3 separate regions of the Mus musculus genome follow, and all the other regions are linked to region 2. Evidence: chromatin contacts called from public Hi-C data. All regions are on one chromosome and are shown on one strand. Each heading gives the region's core, a stretch centred on a gene start, on an enhancer-like site or on the middle of the called end of the contact. The rest is flanking DNA. Distances are from core to core; before and after follow the strand shown.

Region 1 (3,422 bases), core at 202-2,701, 760 kb after region 2:
ACAGATGTAATGACCCACAGGTAAACATTGAGCAGAGGTTGGGGACTCTTAGGGAAGAGTTGGGGGAAAGACGGAAGACCCTAAAGGAAATAGGATCTATACAGGAATACTAATGAAGCCAACTAAACTGGACCCTTGGGAACTCACAGAGACTGAGCCACCACCTAAAGAGCATACACTGGCTAGACAGAGGCCCCAGACACATATGTAGGAGATGTGCAGCTCAGTCTTCATGTGGGTCCCCCAACAACTGGAGCAGGTGTGGTCCCCAAATCTGTTGCCTGACTAAGGAAACAGTTCCCCATCAGGGTGCCTTATCTGGTCTCAGTGGAGAGGATGTGCCTAGTCTAACCCTGGGGAAACTTGATGTGTCAGTGTGGGAGGATACCCAGGTAGTTCCCACCCTCTTAGAGGAGTGGGGATGGGGAGAGGGACTTCATGAAGGGAGAATGGAAAGGCAGTGATTGTGATGTAGATAGATAGATAGATAGATAGATAGATAGATAGATAGATAGATAGATAGATAGATAGATAGATAGATAGATCATCCAGCTTCTGGATCTATGCATAAGCACTGGCCTTTTGGTAAGATAGTTTATATATTCTTTATATATTCTTCCCCTAAGTCTCATGTTAGAATTCTGTCTTTCACAAAAGTTGCAACTGCACTGAATTGTATGAAGGGACTGTGTATGAAGAAGAGGGTAAAACAGCAGATAAAAATCCCAAAATTACTTTAAAATATTTTGGCAAGATATATTGAAAGCAATGTGATTTGAATCTTATAGATTCTTAATAGTGTGTGCAGAGGCTTGGGAAATCATTAGTTTGGGGCTTTGAAATTTTATCTTACAAAAGAATTTAATGGTATTATGACAGCATTGTTAAAAAAGATATTCATCTAAAAAAATAAAGTTCTTGGCACACAAACAATGCATAATGAGTGATAGCTAATTTTATTGTTCTACCAACTAATGATCATTTATAGTTCCTTCAGTGTCAACAAACTTTGAAATGGCTTTCAAAATAAACACAAGTAGGCCCTAACTTGCTTCAGTTGTCAACTTGATACAACTTAGAAATTATCTCAATTGATGAACTATCTATATTTTCCAGTGAGCATATCTTTGAAGCATTGTTCTGACTGCACATTGCTGTAGAAGGACTTCACCCTCTTTGGCTGTCACCATTCCCTGATAGGTAGTCTGGCCTTGAATGAGAAAGCTAAATAACTAACGACGAGTCTGAAAAAGTGACCTGCTTGAGTCCTTTCCCTACTTCACAGAGACTATAAAATAAACCAACCAATCACATCATCGTTTCAAGTTTTTCTTTACTAAACATATTATCTTGACAGCTTAAATGATTAGAAATATCAGCATTGCAGTGAACTCTGGGAGAGCCACACATTTCATAAGCTTTGAACATATTCCGCCATCTTCTGGTAGTGTATGGTATTGCAATCAAATGTCAACATGGTGTCCTTCAGCTGGTTTGTATATTTAGCCTGAAGAACTCCCAGATTATTTCCTAATAAGCATAGTAAGACCCAATATATTTTTGCTCCGTAGTGTTACAAATCATGCTTATATTTTCAAGTAAGATAAAAACAAGTTTCTTCTGAATCCTAATATCATCTTTCACCAGTCTCCTACACACTTGGATTTTGTCTTGATTCATTATGTGCCCTAAGAGCTCTTATCTTCCTAGTTGCCCTAAGAGCTCTTATCTTCCTAGTTACTCTTTCACTCTTTTTCAAGTTTCCATGCTTCCATGATGTATCTTGTTATAACCTTTGTCATTATTTTAAAAGTCTGTCTGCAATTCCTCTTTCCGATGGTGTAGATAGGGTGAGATACGTTTATACTTGAAGACTCCTATGTGTGTGTAACATAATACCAAGATCAGAGATCAAGCTCAGGGAAAATACAGTCATCTTCTCGTCGTAATACATATGATAATGCTTCTTATTGTCCAAAATGGGAGGCACTGTGGATCTACTCAGCTGCAGTGGTCAGTTGTTGGTTAGAGACTCCAGATCATAGCAGAACAGAAAACAGAGCTGTACTTAAAGAGCCCACAAGTTATTTATAGATAGTACCTTCTAAAGGTTTCAAAGTTTCCAAAATTAGCTTTTAGAGCTGAAGATCAGACATTCAGCACAAAAACCTGTAGGGAAGATTTGAGACACAAACCCTAACAGAAATTATTTCAAATCCAAATTATTGTGTATTAATTGAATAAAACAGTATTACTTCAAAACTGAATTCCTAAATTATTGTCTTCCTTGCTCTGCTTTCCATGGTCTTGTTTATTTTTATTTTATTTTCCTTTCAGTGTTTTATGAAATGGTGCTTTTAGTACTAACTACTGGACTTGTTTGAAGAAATACTATACACAATCGTTCCAATGATATAGAGTCATCATATTTCTCATATTAATTGATAAAAGTTATTTTATTTCTATTTCAGAAATAACTACTTAAATGATTAGATATAGCAACCCTTATTTAGTTGTTTGTTTGTTTGTTTTTCCATTGTAAATGTTTTTGAAGTATTTTATATATTTCACTTGAGTCAAATAGGAAAGCAGAAAAGGTATAAGGGAGAGAGAGCAGCTAGAAGGTAAAATTATCACACAAAATAAAAACCTTTTAAAGTTAAATATCAAATTACAAATAACAATGTGTTAAAGCTGAATTTCCTGTTTGAGTCTCAGTTTTCTAATAATCTATTGAAAGAAGTAAGTATGTGTATGCCTCAAAGTTCACAGGGAATTAAAACAAAAATGCATTCTAGTTAGTTGCCATAGATAGCTTCTATGCTTCTCAAGTACATCCCAAAGTAGCTTTTTGCTACGGCTTTGTTGTTTGTAGTGGTGATTCCAGATTGCACTCCTGATCAATACCTAAATAAAGGTTGCCCACAACCCATTTGAGGATACATGCTTCAGTCAGCAGTGCGGCTGTACCAGCAAGTGCATGATATGCAAGGAGCAGGTGTCAGTTTCAACCTCCACATTTAGATAGGATGAGTGTCACCTTTGGGGCTACCTGAAATATTCTCTTTAGAAATTAGGTCCTGCTGCATTGCTCAAAATAGAAGGCAAAGAAAGTCACCCAAATGCAATAACAAATGCCATGAATCATTGTATTTGAAAAACTATGGTGTTTATGCTGAAATTACTCCAATATAAAAAACCTTGTAACGGTTTTGGACCGAATTAACCTGTGTAAAATTAATACTTCAGTTTTAGTAGCAGTTTGTGGATCACTTGTTGAAACTGACTTTGATAGTTGAAGTAAAGTAAGTCTCTAGACGGTCCTTCAATAAGTATCAGAACGCAGGCTTGTTCGCCTATTAAAGGTAAACCTCGACTAGAGAAAAGCTGTTCTCACCTGCTTCCTGTGACACTACAAAGGT
Region 2 (3,111 bases), core at 537-3,036:
TGCAAGCCAATCCAATATAAGAACATTGTCTACTCTCTGCTTGGGTTATATTTATACCCTTTTCAAATATCATGTGTCCTCTCAAGCATCTGTTCCAGCAAAATATCACATGCCCTTTCACATGACAGCTTCTAGACACCTTTTGAATAAGGACACACTTCCTAATATTGTCCCTCCCTGTAGACCAAGCATTCAAAGACCTGAGTCTGTGGGGGTCAAAGGTATTCAAACAACTGAAAGGCTTATACTGATGTGTTGGTTACTTTTTTATTGCTGATATAAACACCATGAACAAGTAAAAATATAAAAGAAAGAAATTACATTGGCTTATCGTTCCAAAGATTAAGAGTTTATGATAATGGACTAAAGACAGCAGCAGGAACCACTGAGTGCTCACACTCCAGAGCTTTAAGCAGGAGATAGACTACATGTTAGGAATGTCATGAGTCTTTTGAAACCTAAAGCCCACTCCCAGTGATACACCTTCTAACCCTTCACAAATAGTTCCATGAACTGCCAATTATTTAAACATATTAGTCACAGGGACAATTCTCATTCAAACTATCACAACTGGCATAGAAATAGGGCACATAGCTCTTTGAGGAAGGTCATGGGCCATCATATTCATTCTTTTCCAAGATTGCTGCTCCAGAACCCAACCTGGGATGCTAGACCGAGGTGAACAGGGCTCTTGTCTTTTACCTCTAATGTAAGTAGTAATTTCCATTCCGCCATCACATGGAAGAAATGCCCCTTGGTATTGCAAACTTTATATGCCCCAGTACAGGGGAATGCCAGGGCCACAAGTTGGGGGTGGGTGGGTGGGGGATCAGGGCAGGGGGAGGGCATAGGGGACTTTTGGGATAGCATTTGAAATATAAATGAAGAAAATATCTAATAAAAATAATTCTTTATAGTAAACACAAAGACAATGTTTGGAGCAGAGACTGAAGGAATGTGTATCCAGACACTGCCCCACCTGGGGATCCATCCCATAAACAACCACTGAACCCAGACACTATTGCAGATACCAACATGAACTTTCTGACAGGAGACTGATATAGCTGTCTTCTGAGGAGCTCTGCCTGTGCTTGACTAATATAAAAGTGGATGCTCACAGCCATCCAATTGGACTGACCACAAGATCCCCAATGGAGGAGCTAGAGGAAGGACTCAAGGAGCTGAAGAGGTTTGCAGCCCCATAGGAGGAACAACAATATGAACTAACCAGTAACTCCAGAGCTCCCTGGGACTAAACCACCAATCAAAGAAAACACCCGGAAGGACTCGTGGCTCTAGCTGCATATGTAGCAGAGGATGGCCAAGTTGGTCATCAATGGGAGGAGAGGCCCTGGTCCTGTGAATGTTCTATACCACAGTATGGGGGAATGCCTGGGCCAGGAAATCGGGGTTGGGGAGCAGGAGGACAGGGGAGGGGATAGGGGATTCTCAGAGGGGAAACTTGGAAAGGGGATAACATTTGAAATGTAAGTAAGAAAATATCTAATAAAAAATAACAGGTAGTCAGTGCTGAATTTGAGTATGGTTAGTCTTTGAATCCCCCCCCCCCCCATTCTTTCTTTTTCCAACTTTCTGAGTCTCAGTCTCTCTCTGATTCCCAGATTGGCCTTGAACTGGAACTGAGAGTTAAGACCACACTTTGTGACAAAATTACTTTCAGCAAAATGACATTTGCATCATTATCACTCTGAGGTACACTGCACCCAGTGAGTCAGTTCCAAAGAAGTGGGTGGGGCTGCCTGGCTCAAAACTTAGGAAACTCTGTTAGCCTCCTGCCACATCGAGGCTGGCATGCAGGTTAGTGACATGACTTAAGATGCAATGTTTCTGGCAATACTCAGCTATCATCCTTTCTTAGTTAGCTTCCTCATTTTGTCCTCTGTCCTCTATTTCCTTCCTCATCTCATATCAGTCTTCTCACTGAATGCTGCTGCTCTGAGAAGCTATATCATTAATTTACTTTCCTAATGCTTATGTTACCTTGGAAAGGTGCCACAGGCTATTGGCAAAAACCACAGACATCCATTTCCTCACAATTCTGGAGCCTGGAAGTCCAGGGTCAAAGTCTCCACAAAACTATTTTCTTCTGTGCTTTCTCTTCTAAGTTGCACTTTTTTCCTATGTCTTCATACAATCTTATTTCATCCTATGTCTGTGGATCTTGTCCATGTCTTGAAAGGAAACCAGTTACATTGGGTCAGGATTCATACAAATGACCTCAGCAGACCCTTGCCTATTGAAAAACTCTCTACCAAACACAGTTACATTATTTGTTACTGTGATTTCGGCATTGATATGTAGAGTACAAACAATTCATCTATAATAGGTCCCCACACATCCCTTGCCTTCTTGGTCTTTCCATGTAGCCTTATTTTCTTTCTTATGAAAAGCAGGATTATTGACATGCTCTGATTAGTTCCTGCTCATGATTCCTGAGTGGCTGTTTATGCCATATAAGGAATGCTCCAAACTTGTCCTTGTGAATTGATCTGTGTGTTTTCTTTCAGTATTGTTTTATTATAGGTGCCTCCAAGCAATGACTTGCCAAATACCTAAGAAAAATTGAACTTTGCTTCTTGGCCTTCACCAATGCCCCAGGTAGCCCTTGAGCCAACCCTGGGCTTGGAATTCAGTAATAATGTTGCCTATTCATTGACATTCAGAATTGCCTCTAATATTGTAAGAAAGGTAGTGAAAGAAATCAGGCATTACTATCTACTACACAGAGTTAGTAATCTCAGGGCAAGCTTAGAGAAGTAAGTTTAGAATTCTTATTATAGTTATGTATGACAGACTACATTACTTATTAGTAGGAAGTCTACCCACACAATCACTTAGAATAAAAGGCAAGACACTCACATATACAGGAATTTACAATGGTTTAGGAAGCAGATTGGGTTGTGGTTTTAGGAGGAACTAAAGTATTGCATTATTCATGAGAAAGTTAGCTATAGCAGAACTCCCTAATTAGAACCATGACTTGGGCATGAAAGCCCTTGCCCCAGGAGTGTAAAGACCTCTCACCTGGCTTCTAAGAATATAGCGGACCTTAGATAGAGCTGACTTTGTCTCAGTTGTTTTATTGTCCAG
Region 3 (3,230 bases), core at 719-3,218, 680 kb after region 2:
AGTCAGGAAAAATTTGCTAATATATGCTCAGAGATAGAAATGGAACCATGTTTTTGTTGTGTTGTTGTAGTTTTGTTTTGTTTTTTAAAAATTGGAAATGTTTTATTGATATACTGATAAATTTATTTGTCAATTTGAAGTGTAATCAAATTGGATGTTTCAAACTCTATAAGCCTGCACAGAGCAAATACAATCAGTTCCTAATATCTCACAGAGAAAAAACTGGGAATATTTGTTTCCAAGATGGTCATAATATGGAAGCATGGTCATAGTATGGAAGTAGCATTACTGGTCATATGCAGTTAAAGGATTGTCTTAGTTTGGGATTCCATTTTTGTAAAGAGAAACCATGACCAAGGCAACTCCTATAAAGTCCAACATTTATCTGGTGCTGACTTACAGTTTCACAGGCTCAGTCCATTATCATCATATCAACAAATAAGGCAGCATGCAGACAGGCATGGTGCAGGAGAAGGATCCAAGATTTCTACATCTTGCTCCAAAGGGAGTCAGAGGACACTGCTTCCTCTACACTGTGTAGAACTTGAGAACAGGATATCAAAGCCCACCCCATAGTGAGACACTTTCTTCCACAAAGGTACACATATGCCAACAATAATACACCTCCTACTATTGTCACTCCCTCTAGGCCAATCATTCACACACATGAGTCTATGCAAGTCAAACCTATTCAAACAACCACAAGGGTTATACTGGTGTGTTGGTTACTTTTCTATTGCTGATAGCGAGAAGTTATTATTTTAAAAATAGGGATGGTTAACATATTTGGACCCTAGCTTTTGAATCTAATTATATAGTGTATATTTACATTTTCAGACCAACTCTAGAAAAGAAATGTTTTTAATGCATTCTTTCATCCTTTATGTTCAAACTTTCAGAATTATAAAGAATTGTGTGGCTTGTTTCTGTAATTTTTATACATGTAGATATCTTTTCTCCTGAAGGACAGTGTCATGAATATTCTTCTGATATCATGTATCAAAAGCAAGCATTTCAAATGATCCAATATTTTAAAATATCTATTATACTCCAAGGTATGATACTGAGATCTGCCTTACATTTCAAACACTGTTGGAGCTATGTATCATTTAACTGAGAGATATATTATAAACCATTCATCATCCTATAAATGTGAATGGAAAAATACTGTTAAGTAATAACATTAGTTTGTGTGATTTTTTTCACACTCAAGTAATGCAATTAATTTAGCTTTTATATTTATAAATACATATATATTCATGCATACAAACACATAAGACATAATTTTATACATATATACAAAAGCAGATACACTCATATAAATGCTTTAAAATGAGCTAAAAAAGGTTTCAAATGTCTTTAAAATGGGCAAGTCATTTCTTTTCCAAAATATTTAAAATTTTTTGAAAAACTTTATAGGCTTTTATTTTTTCTATTTTTTGTTTTTTATTCTTATTAGATATTTTATTTATACATTTTTATATGATATTATATTTTGATATGAGTCAAACATTTGCAACTACATTATCTGTGCTTCAATATAGTGATATGTAATATATATATATAGTATGTACATACATGCATATATGCAATATAGTGATATGTATATATCTCTATCTCATCTATATAAAAATATAGATATATAGACAATATTGATATGTGATATAGTTTTTGCACGCTCCTGGACTTGATTCTTTCATTTCCAGTGAAAGAAAATGAGAAGAAACTGAGGATGGATATTTCCCTTTTCAAGTAAATCACTTTCTGTGTGGAACTTTACTATAAGGCTATGGTAAAATAGTTCCTCCAGCAAGATGATGATCTAGAAATATGCAAATAAGAAACCACAGGACTGGATTTCAGATCACAATGTGGTTCAGACCAGAACAAGGATAATTTCTGTCTAAGAGACCTTTCCTATTTCTGGTATGAAATATCCTGATAGAAGCAATTTAAATAAGGAAGTACTCATTATTTTGGCTCACTGTGGGAGGGTATAGTACATTTTACTGAGGAAGTACAGTACTAGGAAGTAGATATATACAGTCAGGAAGAAGAAAACAGTATGTGCTCACACATTTCTACCTCTCTGCCTCATTCAATTCAGAACCCAGGATACGTTTAACTAATTCATCCCAGTTGGTGGAACTGTTTGGGAAGGTTTAGAAAATGTGTCACTAGGAGTGGACTTGATGTTTCAAAAGACTCATGTCATTTCCTTCATTTTATCAGCCTTCTGTTTGAAGCTGTGGTATGCAAACAGTTTTTCCTGCTGCTATGGCTTTGGTCTACCAACATAGAATCTAAACCTTTGTACCTGTAGGCTGATATAATTTCTGCCTTTCATAAGTTGACTTGTTCATACATAGCTCCACCATTGTTTGAAATGTAAGGCAGATCTCAGTATCATACTTTGGAGTATAATAAATATTTTTAAATATTGGATCATTTGAAATGCTTGCTTTTGATACATGATATCTGAAGAATATTCATGACACTGTACTTCTGGAGAAAATATATCTGCATGTATAAAATTACAGAAACAAGCCACACAATTCTTTATAATTCTGAAAGTTTGAACATGAATTAAGAAAGAATGCATGAAAAAATGTTTCTTTTCTAAAGTTAGTCTGAAAATGTAAATATACAATATATAATGAGATTCAAAAGCTAGGGTCCAAATATATTAACGATCCCTAATTTTAAAATAATAGCTTCTGCATAGTAAATCTTTCTCTTTCAAGTGTAAATTTCAATAATTAAGTATGGTCTTCTCAGATCTTCTCACAGGCAACGCTTGATTTTTGTTTCTGTAGTACAGGAGCTGTGGTAGAGCTCAGTGATGCAATAGGTGCTTAGTGAGCATGAAGTACTATGTTGAAGCCTCAGCAATATAACAAAAACCAAGTCAAAACAGGAAGGAAAGGACAGAATGGGGAAAGGGAAGGAAAGAAGGATATAAACAGGGAGATAAGACAGAAGAGGGAAGGGAGGGGAAGATAGAAAATAAATGAAGGAGGAAAGGGAGAAAGGATAAGGCCATGAATTTCCCCCTCACTTAAGTTTGCTTGAATTCTAAGTGGTGCTGTTTGACTTGATTTTTAAAGCATTTTTCTTTTTTTCCCCTTTTTTCCCTTTTTTTTATTAGATATTTTCTTCATTTACATTTCAAATGCTATCCCCAAAGCCTCCTATACCCTCCCCCCACCCTGCTTCCCAATCTACCCACT

What was found. Hi-C and Micro-C count contacts between places; a contact is called where the count stands out from the background.
Region 1: a Hi-C map of bone marrow-derived macrophages shows a contact between it and region 2, with 16 read pairs. The contact joins two enhancer-like sites. A contact is called at or near these places in 2 of 484 Hi-C or Micro-C datasets (bone marrow-derived macrophages and nephron progenitors).
Region 3: a Hi-C map of bone marrow-derived macrophages shows a contact between it and region 2, with 11 read pairs. The contact joins two enhancer-like sites. A contact is called at or near these places in 7 of 39 promoter capture datasets (the C10 cell line, embryonic stem cells, hippocampal neurons and 1 more), 1 of 484 Hi-C or Micro-C datasets (bone marrow-derived macrophages), 1 of 115 datasets of contacts at active chromatin or transcription factors (the 230-238 cell line) and 1 of 9 other capture datasets (liver).

The regions. Positions count from the first base shown.
Region 1 is chr3:15,262,675-15,266,096 of GRCm38.p6, reverse strand. No RefSeq gene overlaps it. Among named protein-coding and RNA genes, the nearest start is that of Gm9733, 68 kb to the left of the region's middle. Within about 2 kb of position 1,451, at least 2 of the 459 cell types and tissues checked have an H3K27ac peak or open chromatin away from gene starts, as enhancers often do. A contact at or near this core is called in bone marrow-derived macrophages, where this site is marked.
Region 2 is chr3:16,021,131-16,024,241 of GRCm38.p6, reverse strand. No RefSeq gene overlaps it. Among named protein-coding and RNA genes, the nearest start is that of Gm5150, 16 kb to the right of the region's middle. Within about 2 kb of position 1,786, at least 14 of the 459 cell types and tissues checked have an H3K27ac peak or open chromatin away from gene starts, as enhancers often do. A contact at or near this core is called in bone marrow-derived macrophages, where this site is marked.
Region 3 is chr3:15,339,274-15,342,503 of GRCm38.p6, reverse strand. No RefSeq gene overlaps it. Among named protein-coding and RNA genes, the nearest start is that of Gm9733, 8.6 kb to the right of the region's middle. Within about 2 kb of position 1,968, at least 4 of the 459 cell types and tissues checked have an H3K27ac peak or open chromatin away from gene starts, as enhancers often do. A contact at or near this core is called in bone marrow-derived macrophages, where this site is marked.